Regions from separate parts of the Mus musculus genome. Here all the other regions are linked to region 1. A link is a contact called in public HiChIP or PLAC-seq data. All regions are on one chromosome and are shown on one strand. Each heading gives the region's core, a stretch centred on a gene start, on an enhancer-like site or on the middle of the called end of the contact. The rest is flanking DNA. Distances are from core to core; before and after follow the strand shown.

What was found. HiChIP or PLAC-seq counts read pairs in DNA pulled down with a chosen protein or histone mark.
Region 2: an H3K4me3 HiChIP or PLAC-seq map of bone marrow-derived macrophages shows a contact between it and region 1, with 2.3 times the contacts expected there. The contact joins the enhancer-like site here to the promoter of Calm1 in region 1. A contact is called at or near these places in 4 of 39 promoter capture datasets (the HPC-7 cell line, embryonic stem cells and hippocampal neurons), 4 of 15 datasets of contacts at CTCF or cohesin (CD8 T cells, the NIH/3T3 cell line, large pre-B cells and 1 more), 5 of 484 Hi-C or Micro-C datasets (the G1E-ER4 cell line, the HL-1 cell line, bone marrow-derived macrophages and 1 more), 20 of 115 datasets of contacts at active chromatin or transcription factors (CD8 T cells, VIP interneurons, bone marrow-derived macrophages and 17 more) and 4 of 9 other capture datasets (adipose tissue, liver, macrophages and 1 more).
Region 3: an H3K27ac HiChIP or PLAC-seq map of epiblast stem cells shows a contact between it and region 1. The contact joins the enhancer-like site here to the promoter of Calm1 in region 1. A contact is called at or near these places in 10 of 39 promoter capture datasets (the C10 cell line, the HPC-7 cell line, HPC-7-derived erythroid cells and 5 more), 4 of 15 datasets of contacts at CTCF or cohesin (CD8 T cells, the NIH/3T3 cell line, large pre-B cells and 1 more), 38 of 484 Hi-C or Micro-C datasets (B cells, CD4 T cells, the G1E-ER4 cell line and 27 more), 24 of 115 datasets of contacts at active chromatin or transcription factors (the 230-238 cell line, PVALB interneurons, VIP interneurons and 19 more) and 4 of 9 other capture datasets (adipose tissue, liver, macrophages and 1 more).

The regions. Positions count from the first base shown.
Region 1 is chr12:100,197,776-100,201,364 of GRCm38.p6, forward strand. It overlaps Calm1 (calmodulin 1), which reads left to right and starts at 1,660. Exons shown (of 6, transcript NM_009790.5): 1 at 1,660-1,941. The coding sequence starts at 1,939.
Region 2 is chr12:100,378,984-100,382,301 of GRCm38.p6, forward strand. Ttc7b (tetratricopeptide repeat domain 7B) reads right to left here. Exons shown (of 20, transcript NM_001033213.1): 13 at 3,138-3,195. Among named protein-coding and RNA genes, the nearest start is that of Gm51958, 31 kb to the left of the region's middle. Within about 2 kb of position 1,873, at least 39 of the 459 cell types and tissues checked have an H3K27ac peak or open chromatin away from gene starts, as enhancers often do. A contact at or near this core is called in bone marrow-derived macrophages and pancreatic islet, where this site is marked.
Region 3 is chr12:100,405,881-100,409,463 of GRCm38.p6, forward strand. Ttc7b (tetratricopeptide repeat domain 7B) reads right to left here. Exons shown (of 20, transcript NM_001033213.1): 8 at 1,120-1,183. Among named protein-coding and RNA genes, the nearest start is that of Gm51958, 58 kb to the left of the region's middle. Within about 2 kb of position 1,766, at least 24 of the 459 cell types and tissues checked have an H3K27ac peak or open chromatin away from gene starts, as enhancers often do. A contact at or near this core is called in the HPC-7 cell line, VIP interneurons and epiblast stem cells, where this site is marked.

The DNA of each region.
Region 1 (3,589 bases), core at 410-2,909:
ATAAGGGATGGAAGACTACCAGAAACAAAAGGACCCCAGTAATTAAACATATTTTCATTTTTAGGACATCATTTCTCCCTTGTCACTGCATACCAAATGTTAAAATGCACTTAGCTAACTTCCTTAGGAAGTCTGACAAAAAAAAAAAATCCAAATTCCTTTAGTAATCATTAGTTATAATAATGAGCTTGGCTATGTAGACCTGTAATTCATTGGATTATTGACTATGCTTTAAACTGAATTTTTATTAGTCTCTTTTCTGTGAACATAGGGATATTATGTGTCTGACTGTGAATGGTTTTTAAACCATTTGCAAGAGGGCCAGCAGTACCCTTGGGGGGGGGGGGCTGCCTGCTACAGCTTCTCCTTAAACAGCAGGTTAACCCTTTCTGTAGCATTCTAGGAAGAACAAATTGAAGCGCAGTCCCACAGCTGCTGACATACTGTCTGAGGTGATCCTAAGAAGTCCTCTGGCGTTTGCAATGTTCAGGGACATTTTTGAATCTTTTAAAACACCTATCTGCAAACTTTGACAAAGCCAGAAAAGAAAGGTAACTAGTCTTTCCAGAGAGGAGCATGCTAATCACACATTTTGCCACAATTTCTGAAAGAAGAAACAACCTGCAGCTTGTCCTGGCCTTGCAAACAAAAGATCAAATTCTGCGCTTTGTCTTGGCAAGAAACGAAACTGCAGCATTTTGTTAAGATTTTCTTCTTCTTCTTTTAAGTTCCAGGCTCCAAACTAAGACCTGAAACAGTTTTTGGTCGTCCCTGTCCCCACCCCCACCCTAGTTTACAGAAGAACAAAGAATAGTAAATTTAAAGGTTAAAACATTATTTAAGGACTATAATTAAGATTGTAATTAAGATAGTGGAGCACCCTACTAGAATCAATTGGCTGCACAAGTTCCAGCTGTAATCAGAGTGATCCTGTGTATCTTTCCCCTTCTTTGTATATATCAATTTATGAATTTCCAGGACCAGGACAATTAGGAAAAACTCAAAAGCGTGGGCTCTGAGGGCGACATAAGCCGCTCACTACGTTAATTTTGGAAGCAGGCCTAATAGAATTTGCCACAGGAAATAAGGAACAAACCTAGCAAGGGACAACTCTTCAAGCATCTTTAAAATTTTAGTAGGTATGTAAAAACACGAAAACTAGACTGGTTGAGCGTGTCAACACCACACAGACCTAGCAACTGAGCTTCTAACTGTGCCTCGGACAGTTCTCCAAAATGAGAAAAGTAACATTATCTGACCAATTTCTTCCCCAAGGCCAACCACCGTGTCCTCAACACAGTCCTCTCGCCTCTACAGCTAAGGTTGGATTCCGCCTCCCCGCGGCTGTCCTCAGCCCCTAGATCTCCTCCAGGTCCTCCCCTGTGGGGGACCCAGGATTGGTGGCTCTGCAACCTCGAAGCCACCAGGAGTGGTGGGAGGGGGGACACACAGGTGAAGTGGGGCTGAGTGACGGACACGCGCCTGGAAGCCCGGGACGGCCCCCCAGATTTCGCTACGCAGGCATTCCAGCTCTAGAGGACTCTTGCAGCAACAGACCAGCACCCTCGCTCAGGTCTCCGACTCCCCAGTGACCCCTGCCCGCGTAATGGGCCCGCCGCGCCGGGCGCGCCTGGGGGGCGGAGCCTTGCGGTGAGGTCCGGCTGCCGCAGCGCCGCCCTGCGCGAGGCGGTACTGCCGCGGCGGAGGGATACCGCGCACCGTATATATATCGCGGCACACAGGCTCGCGCTACGGCAGTGGTGCTGGGAGTCTCGTGTCCGTGGTGCCGTTACTCGAAGTCGGGCGGCGGCTGAGGCTCAGCGCACAACGCAGGTAGCGCGTTAGCAGCAGCAGAAGCGGAGGCACCTCGGCGGTCACAGCCCCTGCGCTGGTGCAGCCACCCTCGCCTGCTCCGTTCTTCCTTCCTTCGCTCGCACCATGGTAGGTTGGGATCGGCAGTGGCAGACGTAGCAGCTGCCCGAGCTTTCTGAACAGATTTGTAGTTGAGTCTTGGGGTCTCCCCCTTTTCCTGGTTGAGGTTACCCCCTACCCCATTTTGCCAGGTGTTACGCAGCAGCTGCAGTGAAAGGGGATGTATTTTCGGGTTTGCATCTCCGCTCTGGCTGCCAGAGAACCTCCTCTGAGTTTTGGGCGCCTCTGGGGCTGGACTCTACAGTGGGCTGTGCGCGGGCTGGAGCCGCTGCCACAGCTGCACCGGGGCCTTCCGCATCCACCCCCTCCGCCAGCCCCGCACCCACTGCATCCAACGCGCCGCACCCGGGCTGCCTGCAGCGCAGCGCCTCGGCCGGGGCCAGCGGGGCGGGGGAGCCGGGCGGGGCAGGCCGCGACGTCCCGGTAGTCAGTCCCCGACCGCGGAGAATGAATGGGTCGCGGCGAGCCGGGAGACGTACAGGGCTTGGACCGCGGCCTCGGGGTGTCCTCAGCCACCTTCAGACCCCCTGACCAGCCCAGTCGGGAGTCCCCCCTCGCTTGCGGTCCCCTCCTTCCTCCCGGGGGGCGCGGCGCGGGCGTGAGCTGGGAAGGAAGGAGCCGGGGAAGGGTGGGGTTGGGGGCAGGAAGGCGAAGGCTGGGGGGCGGAGAGGGCGGAAGCGGCCGCCCTGCGCCCGGGCGGGGCCCCGCAGGGTGGCCGCGCGCGTGGCTGGGCCGTGCGACCTCGGTCCCCCTCCCGGTGCCGCGCGAGACGGGCGCGATCGCTCGTGTCCGCGGGGAGGCCCCTTCCCGCGGGAGGTGCTCGGCTCGCGCTAATTGGGGCGGCAGGGCGGGGGAGGAGAGAGTTGGCGCGCTCCTCGGTTTCCATTAGAGACGCAAAGTTTCTGCTGGGGAGGAGGCGGCGGCAGGCTCAGTGCCTGGGGGAGCAGGAGCGGTGGGAGGTGCTGGAGATAGGCAGCACCACGGTCCTGGGGCCCCTTTGGGTCTTCACCCTAGTGCGGCCCCTCGCCCGGCATGCCCCTTGTCTCTCGCTGCTCCCTGGGCGGCAGGGAGATGCCCATCTGTACGTTTCCGCTTTCTCTGCCGCCTCTGGATTGCCAGATGCGAATATGTGGTTGGCCGTGTGCGTGTGCCGTAGCCCCCTTCTCCCTCGCCAGGCAGAGCTGACATCACCAGCAGCACCTTCAGCCCTGGCAAGGTGGCTAGGTCGTTCTCGGCAGGTTCTGGAACGCCTTTGACCCAAAGCCAGAATGACTTGGGGTTGAGGTGGGGGAGTCGTTGTCCCGAAGGTAGATGCACTTGACAGGCCTCTAGTCAGAGAATTTTCCCGAGGAGGTGGAACTCCTCTCCTTGGTGAGCTGGTTTCTCCTACGAGGTGTGACAGTGCTTCCTGTCGTGCAAGACTGACATGGCGAGCATTACATAAATCGTGTCTCCATTTGCCTTAAAAGTAGCTTCCAGTAATGGATAGAAGGGAAGACCCACTTAGAATTTAAAAAGTAGAAGTTCGTTCTCTCCCAAATCGATAATTAACTGAGTTGCCACGGAAAAGAAATGAGCTCCAGTGCCATCGGATTTCTCTTGGGGTTTATTTTGTAACTGGCTTTATTAAAGCATATATTCTCCTGGCTAGAGGCAC
Region 2 (3,318 bases), core at 623-3,122, 180 kb after region 1:
GAGGCTACCCATATATCCATCCATCCTCCCACCTGCCCTCCTACCCATTTTACCCACCCATCTACACTCATCTATCCATCATCCTAGCTACCTCACCATCTACCTACTCTCCCTTCTATCTACCCATCCATCCATCCATCCATCCATCCACCCACCCATCCATCCACCCACCCATCCATCAATCCACTTCCTTATCAACTTACCCTTTCATCCATCTACTAGCCCACCTATCCGTTGACTTATGTACTTCCACCCATTCATCCATTTATGCATCCCTCTGCATCATGTAGTACTTATAGTACATGATCTGAAGAGTAAGCACCATCAGGCTCTAGAGAGACTGGAGATGAATAATACAAGTGCGCTTCCTTAAGGAGCTCTTCCTACCTCCCAAGGAGAACCCCCATGGTCATCACGGAGTAAAGGGTGACAGGCATCCTGGGCTGCTGGGACACGGATGACTCAGACCACTAACTAGACCCCAGCACATCCAGTGAACTCCTAAATTCCATGTCCAACAGCGTCTAGAGCTGAACCATGAATCTAGGTAATGCATGTCAGTTTTCATCCTGCCTTATAATGCACAGATCACACAGCAACGATGACTACCATTTATGAAGCATCGACTACAAGCACCTTACCTAAGTACACCCAGAAAAGGAGACAGAAGCAGAAATGGAGTGGAGGGATGTGTGATGCCAAGGCTTGGTCTTTATACCATCACCCCGCTGCCCTGGTTGGCTAATTTCTCTCCAAGTCCCCCTCCTTTCTGATTACAATGGGCCCAGAACTCATGAATGCACACATGGTTTACTCAGAGCTCTTACACTATTTACACATCTTTAGCTTGGTGGTTCTCACTGAAAGTCCTACATTCTGGGGACAGCTCATCCCCAATCTATCATCCTTTACACATAAACATAAACACACACACACACACACACACACACACACACACACACAAGCAGCTAGGGGGAGGAGCCACAGCAAAGTGAGGCTGCACATCCCATGCCACCCTGAGTGGCAAACACAGATGATGTCATGCCACTACCTCCCCCAGGAGCAGGGTTTACCAGTGTACCCATGACACTTGCTGTCAACATCTTTGGGACTGCTTTTCTCAATAGGATGTGAAAGTTCAGTGAAGCCAGAGCTTACAACGCTGCACACAATGGCATTTTCTTCACCATACTTTTGTTCAACAGACTGGCTGAGGTGACTTACAGGTAAGAACAGCTGATATCTCAATATCTGGAATATTTGGATAGAGCTTCACCACTCTGATATATTCAGACACTGCCCCTTTGAGTGCCTCAGAGAACAAATCTTTCTAAATCCTGGCTCTAGTTATGATTAAGACTTCATTTTCATACGCTATATTTACAACCCTATCCCTCTTTTAAATGTACCACGTTTTTTTTCAAACAAAAGAAATAAACAAAATCAGAAACAAAATAACAGTATAAAATATAAAATTTGGGTGAAACTTATATAAAATGCATCGAAAAATACTTCTCATCCAAGTGATTTTAAATGATCTATTTGCCTTTAAGAAGTAGTACAATCTTTCTTATTTACTTAAAGTCTTTTCTTTAAAACAGCAATGTCTACTTGAATCAAAATCACTGTATGCATTTGAAGACCATTCTGCATTTCACACAACAGTAACTTAGGTTGGCCTTCAACAATGTACTCAGTTAGGTTAGGAGAGTTTATGCTCCTTAGTCACCTTATGAGCAAACACGTTAAATCTCTTTGAATTTAAGCAAAAACGGAACAGAAAAGAATTCAGGCTGACAGAACAGCTGTTACATAACCCTCAGTTACACAGGCAGCCCCAGGCAGACCACCGCGGTGGCTGTTTTTAGAGAACCCGTAAGATGTGCTGATTTAAGGAAAGTGAAACAGATGTGGCGGCCACTTTCTGAAGCATCCATGTGTGGGTTTGACAAATAAGAACTGGAGAAAGTAAAACCTGGAACCATCCGAAATGGAAACGCTTTCAGGCTGAGAAACACTAATCACAAAAGCTGAGCCCAGAGACCGGGTCTGTGTGGATGTGGGCTGGTGCTTCATGTCGTTAATCAAGAATCAGAGTGGCAAAGGGAAGGAGTGACGGACAGGCCTGCCTGGAAACTGAAACAGAGGCAGGGGCACTTTCCAGTAGCAAAATCAAGCAATAATGACTGCACGAAAAATGCACATGGATGGCAGGACAGACCTACACACGCAGTTCTGAGGAAATGATCTAACAAGGTGGCCCGTACAGGGAAGGCTCATGAGGTGTTCAAAGAAGTAACTAGGTAACATGGTTTTAAGAAGTCAATGTAACTCGATGTATTTAAAACAAAGGATCAATTCCAATTCTAGATTTCACCTCACAGGGCTGTATTTTCAGGGACCCATTTAATATGGATGATTTATTATACCTGCAATGAGTAAAACCAAGTACAGGTAAAACTACCTAGTATCTGTAGATCCCAGCTCCTCACTGGGTCTACGTCCATGGGACTCTGTTCCCTCCAGCACCTCACCCCCACACTGTGATGGCATTATTGCTGCTCCTGACTGCCCAGGTACATAAGGGAGCATGGGACACTCAGCTTTTATAATAACAATGCCTTGTTCTGTGTTCATGAAAGGCACAAGGACAGAGATAAAAGCCAAGGTATTGTGGTGTGAGGTAAGGCGGGGAGTTTGAGATGGCTGCTAAGATGCTGTTTCAGAGACTTTCAGATCTCTAGCTTCTTCAACTCTTAATGTAAAAGCCTGCAGCTTGACATGCAGAAAAAAGCCAGGAAAAAAAAATGGGACCTCTTTTCAAAGCGATGACAAATGTCTTTAATAAAGGAATGATCTCCCTAGACAAAGTGTCTTATCTTTCTTGAGTTAAAATCACTTTTATCAGGAATGAATAAAAAGTACCCAAATGAATAAACAGATTAAAAGTGTAGCCAAACAGGGCAAGGAGTGATAGATACCCTACTTCTAGCTTTGAGGTTTCATGTTTGCTGCTCAAGACATCCTCCCGGAGGCAAAACACTGTTTACATAATCTTTAAAAATACCCTGCCCCTCTCGCTCCTCATGCTCCGTTGTCACTACGTACAGCAAGTGAAAAGATGAGCTCCCACTCACCTCTGAAACGCAAGAAGTGCCTTCCTCTGCAGGCCCTCCTGCATCCCTCGCAGAGAAGCTGAGAAAAGGGTTCTGTTAGTAGGTGTCAAGAGAAGTTGGGGTGGGGTGTGCCCATACTAAACCCACTACAAAAGCCATGCTATATGTACCAAGCTCAGAGTGCCTACTGCAGCAGGCACTG
Region 3 (3,583 bases), core at 516-3,015, 210 kb after region 1:
GCAGAACAAGAGAACCCCAGGCTTTAACCTGAGGCAAGAAGGTCACACACGCTGAAGCCCTAGCCTGTGCTGGCCACCTCTTCCCAGCGGTCCTCTCCTGCCTCTCAACCCACAGTCACCTCAGCATATTTCTTGCCTCCGATGCGGCACCACGGTGAGGGTGACTTTTCCTTTCCTGAAGATTATTTCTCCTTTCTGCTCTGCCGGGTGGGCTGAAATCTCTGAGGAGGGAGCCACACAATTTTCGCACAGGGCCAGCGAACCGACACACTAGGTATATAGGTATACCCTTGCTTACTCTGGCCTCAAGTCTTCATCCACAGGAAGAGGGAATCAAACAGGAAACCCCTGGGGCCTCTAGCAGCCCGTGCTTCTGCTCAAGTGCTAGGCACACACCACTGGCCTGCAGTAGTTCTAACTATGTCACGGCAGTGTCCCCAAGGCTGCAAGCCAAGCCTGGGTTCCCTCGTGCTAAACAGAATAGAAGCCCACGAGTCACCGAGCGAGCGAGTGTGTAGTTTAGACCATAGGTCAAATGTGCCGGCCAAACCCTGAGAGTGAATATGAAAGGATCCTGATGGTCTGGCCAGCACAGCCCTGACAAAAGCAGACCTAGGTGGCAGAGGGCATCCCCACAGGCTGAGATTCTGTAGGGTTGTGATTAGGAGGAGGTGGAGAGGGCAGCGTGAGAACACTAGAAAGCTCCACCCAGCTCCTGCCTGGACAGTAGAAGTGGATGCGCTCACAAGGGACCCACCTCGGTGCTGTCTTCACACCCCACATAGTGTGCTCGACCTGGACAAACTTCCTCGGGGGACTGTTTTCACTGTAGTTTCCTTATTCGTGGGAGCGCTGATACCTAATCACACTTGGCAGATGGAGGATAAACCAAGAGCCCTTTCTACTGTTGTAGAACTCAAGGTGACCAAGGAACATGCTAGCCGTCTGGGGATTCAGAGACATCTTTCTTTTTAAACCACTGCTGCTTTTCCCTCCTCGTAGGCATTCCTTCTGGAAATTTTTCTCTGGACCACAAATCATCATAATGAGGGACTAGCCACAAGAAGAAGGGGATGCTTGGGGCTGGGGAAAAGGCAATGAAGATCACATTCCACTTACCATAGATTCACTAATGAGCAGTAACAGCAACGCCTCTTCAGTATTTTCTTGAGGACAAAAAATGCTGCACAGAGAAAACCAACTTTGGTATATGGCAATAATAAATAAATAACAAGAGCTACACCGCGACAAGCAAAGCACAATGCCAAAAGCATCTCCATTTGTATACAGAGTCCAGGAAAAACACTGTGTGATCTGGGCACTTGAATTAGCTTGCTCATTTCTATGGCAATCTGTGGAATTAATACATCTCAGCTACACATTTTAATGGCAAGCAGATGGGTGAGATAAAACAATAAAAACTCAAGTTAAAAGCCCATATAACATATGTACTATTACAGAGGCAGAAAGTGAAATCAATACAGAACGACAGCAGACATAATAGGGCATCCTTCTCGAAGGTACTGGCTCCCTTGCTCGGCTTACCTGCCTCCCGCTAACTATTGCATATTGCTTTGTCATTCTGATGAGAGGGGAGGTTGGGAGCAGCTGCAGGGCCTGCACAAGCTTCCTAATACTGAAGGGATTGGAGAGCTGCCTTAACTTAAACACGCTCTCATTCTGGGGCAGCTCGCACGAGCTGTGTTGTTAATCTATGTCATGGTATTTGGCTGAACTCTAAACTCTTAGATAAAAAGAAAAAGCTCTTAAACTCACTGCTGCTGAGGATTGGGAAACAATAAGAACACAACGCACCCCAGTCCTCACCCTCTATAGCCTTGGCCTTGGTTCTGTAAGCTCAGTTAAGACCACCCCACCCCCTTCTAGAGCTCTAGACTCTCAAGGAAAATTCTGGGCCAAACAACTTTTTCCCTGAGAATTGAAAAGGAGTTTATAATAAATAAAAATAAACTTGGCTAAAACCAAAACAAACCACTGCTTATTTTGAAGATGACTAAATACGGACTGAATTTATACCTTCCTAGGAACAACATAGCAATCATTTAATTGAGATTTCCTCTCCTCAAATTTAAAAAAAATTTTTTTCACAATTATTTAAAAAGGTAAAATTTCACATTTTCCAGATAATTATAAGTCCTTGTTCTCTTTCTGCTGCAGCAGAGAATACTGGAAGTAATACAGGAAGGACAGTGCCCGGTCTCCTGCAGAACGCGGCCTGTGGGGGTTTCTAGGGCTTCAGCAAGGCTGGCCTTGGAATGGGCAGTGGGATTCTGGGCCTGGAGCCGAAACTTCTGTGGAGAGTCAGCTTATGGTATTCTGGGTTTTCAGAAAACAGAACACTTGTGATTATCCCCTGACATCCTGGACATGCTCACACGCAATTGGGACCTTGTAAATAAACGAGCAGCCTGAATCATTTTTCTAATGGCCAGCTAGTCCTGTATTGTTCAGACTAATTGAAAAGAGAGAGCCCTAGCCGTGCTAATTATGACTTAACACCAGCCAATTCGGTCCACGGATAATCTCCAAATTCCGTTTGAGCCATCCAGCCTTCTTAAATGCTAGGTTGTGTTATTTTTACCAGAGTTGCTAACAAGCAGCGCATTAACTACATCTAATTCCACTTCCTGGGCCCTCCCTGTATGACAGATGGACGGGCTCTGTGAAGCTCTAGGGCTGGGTTCAAAAGGTGGAAGACGCAGAGAAACAGGTCTGCAAACCATGCTGGAATGTTCCCTCACAACAGTTGAGCCTTCTGAGAGCCATTTCTGGTCACTCCTCTCTTCTTTGCTCATACAAGGTAGAGCTCAGGGGGCTGAGGGTGGGGTAGTCAAAACCGTCGGGGCCTTCCTCTTGTGACATTTTTTTCTCCGTGGCCCAAGTGCTTTAGGGGGAGACTCTGTTGTGCCCTGGCCTCAGTTCTGGCGAGTAAAAAGATGGAGGGCTAGATGTACTGGGCGTTGTATGAAGGATAGGGTAAAGGACAAAGGGAGCCATCAGACCATTAGACCCGCTTCCAAGTGGGCACAGGGACAAGCTGATTGTAGGAGGTCTGCAGGCTTAGCCCAGCCATGTCGCCAGCTCACATCCGTGTATCTCGCAACTGTAGGACTCGAGGAAGGGAGGCCCTCCAAGCACTGACAGTTCCTTTTTTTCTAGGGCTGCAGGTACGCTTTTTTTTCTCCACCCCCCCCCCCATATATACTTGTTAGAACAAGCAAAAACAAACAAACAAGTACAAGAAAACAAGTCAACCTATCCAACTGCATCTTAGCTTTCTTGTCACTGGGGTGGAAGTGGCTGTATAAAAGCAGTAGTCCCTGAGAAGTCATGGTGACTCTGTGTGGCTACAGGAGTGGCACTGAGCTAACAACCCAAAGGAAGCTGGTTCAATTCCATGATCCAGCTGAGGGCCCCAGAGAAGGAAGGGGATTTCAATTAGTAATTGAGAGCAGCTTGACGAGGGGGCAGCTGGTTCAGTCTGAGGCTTACAGGGACCCCACCCCCACCCCAGTTCTCCCCCTTTTGTCAATTCATATGGATCAGCAACTCCTTATGACGA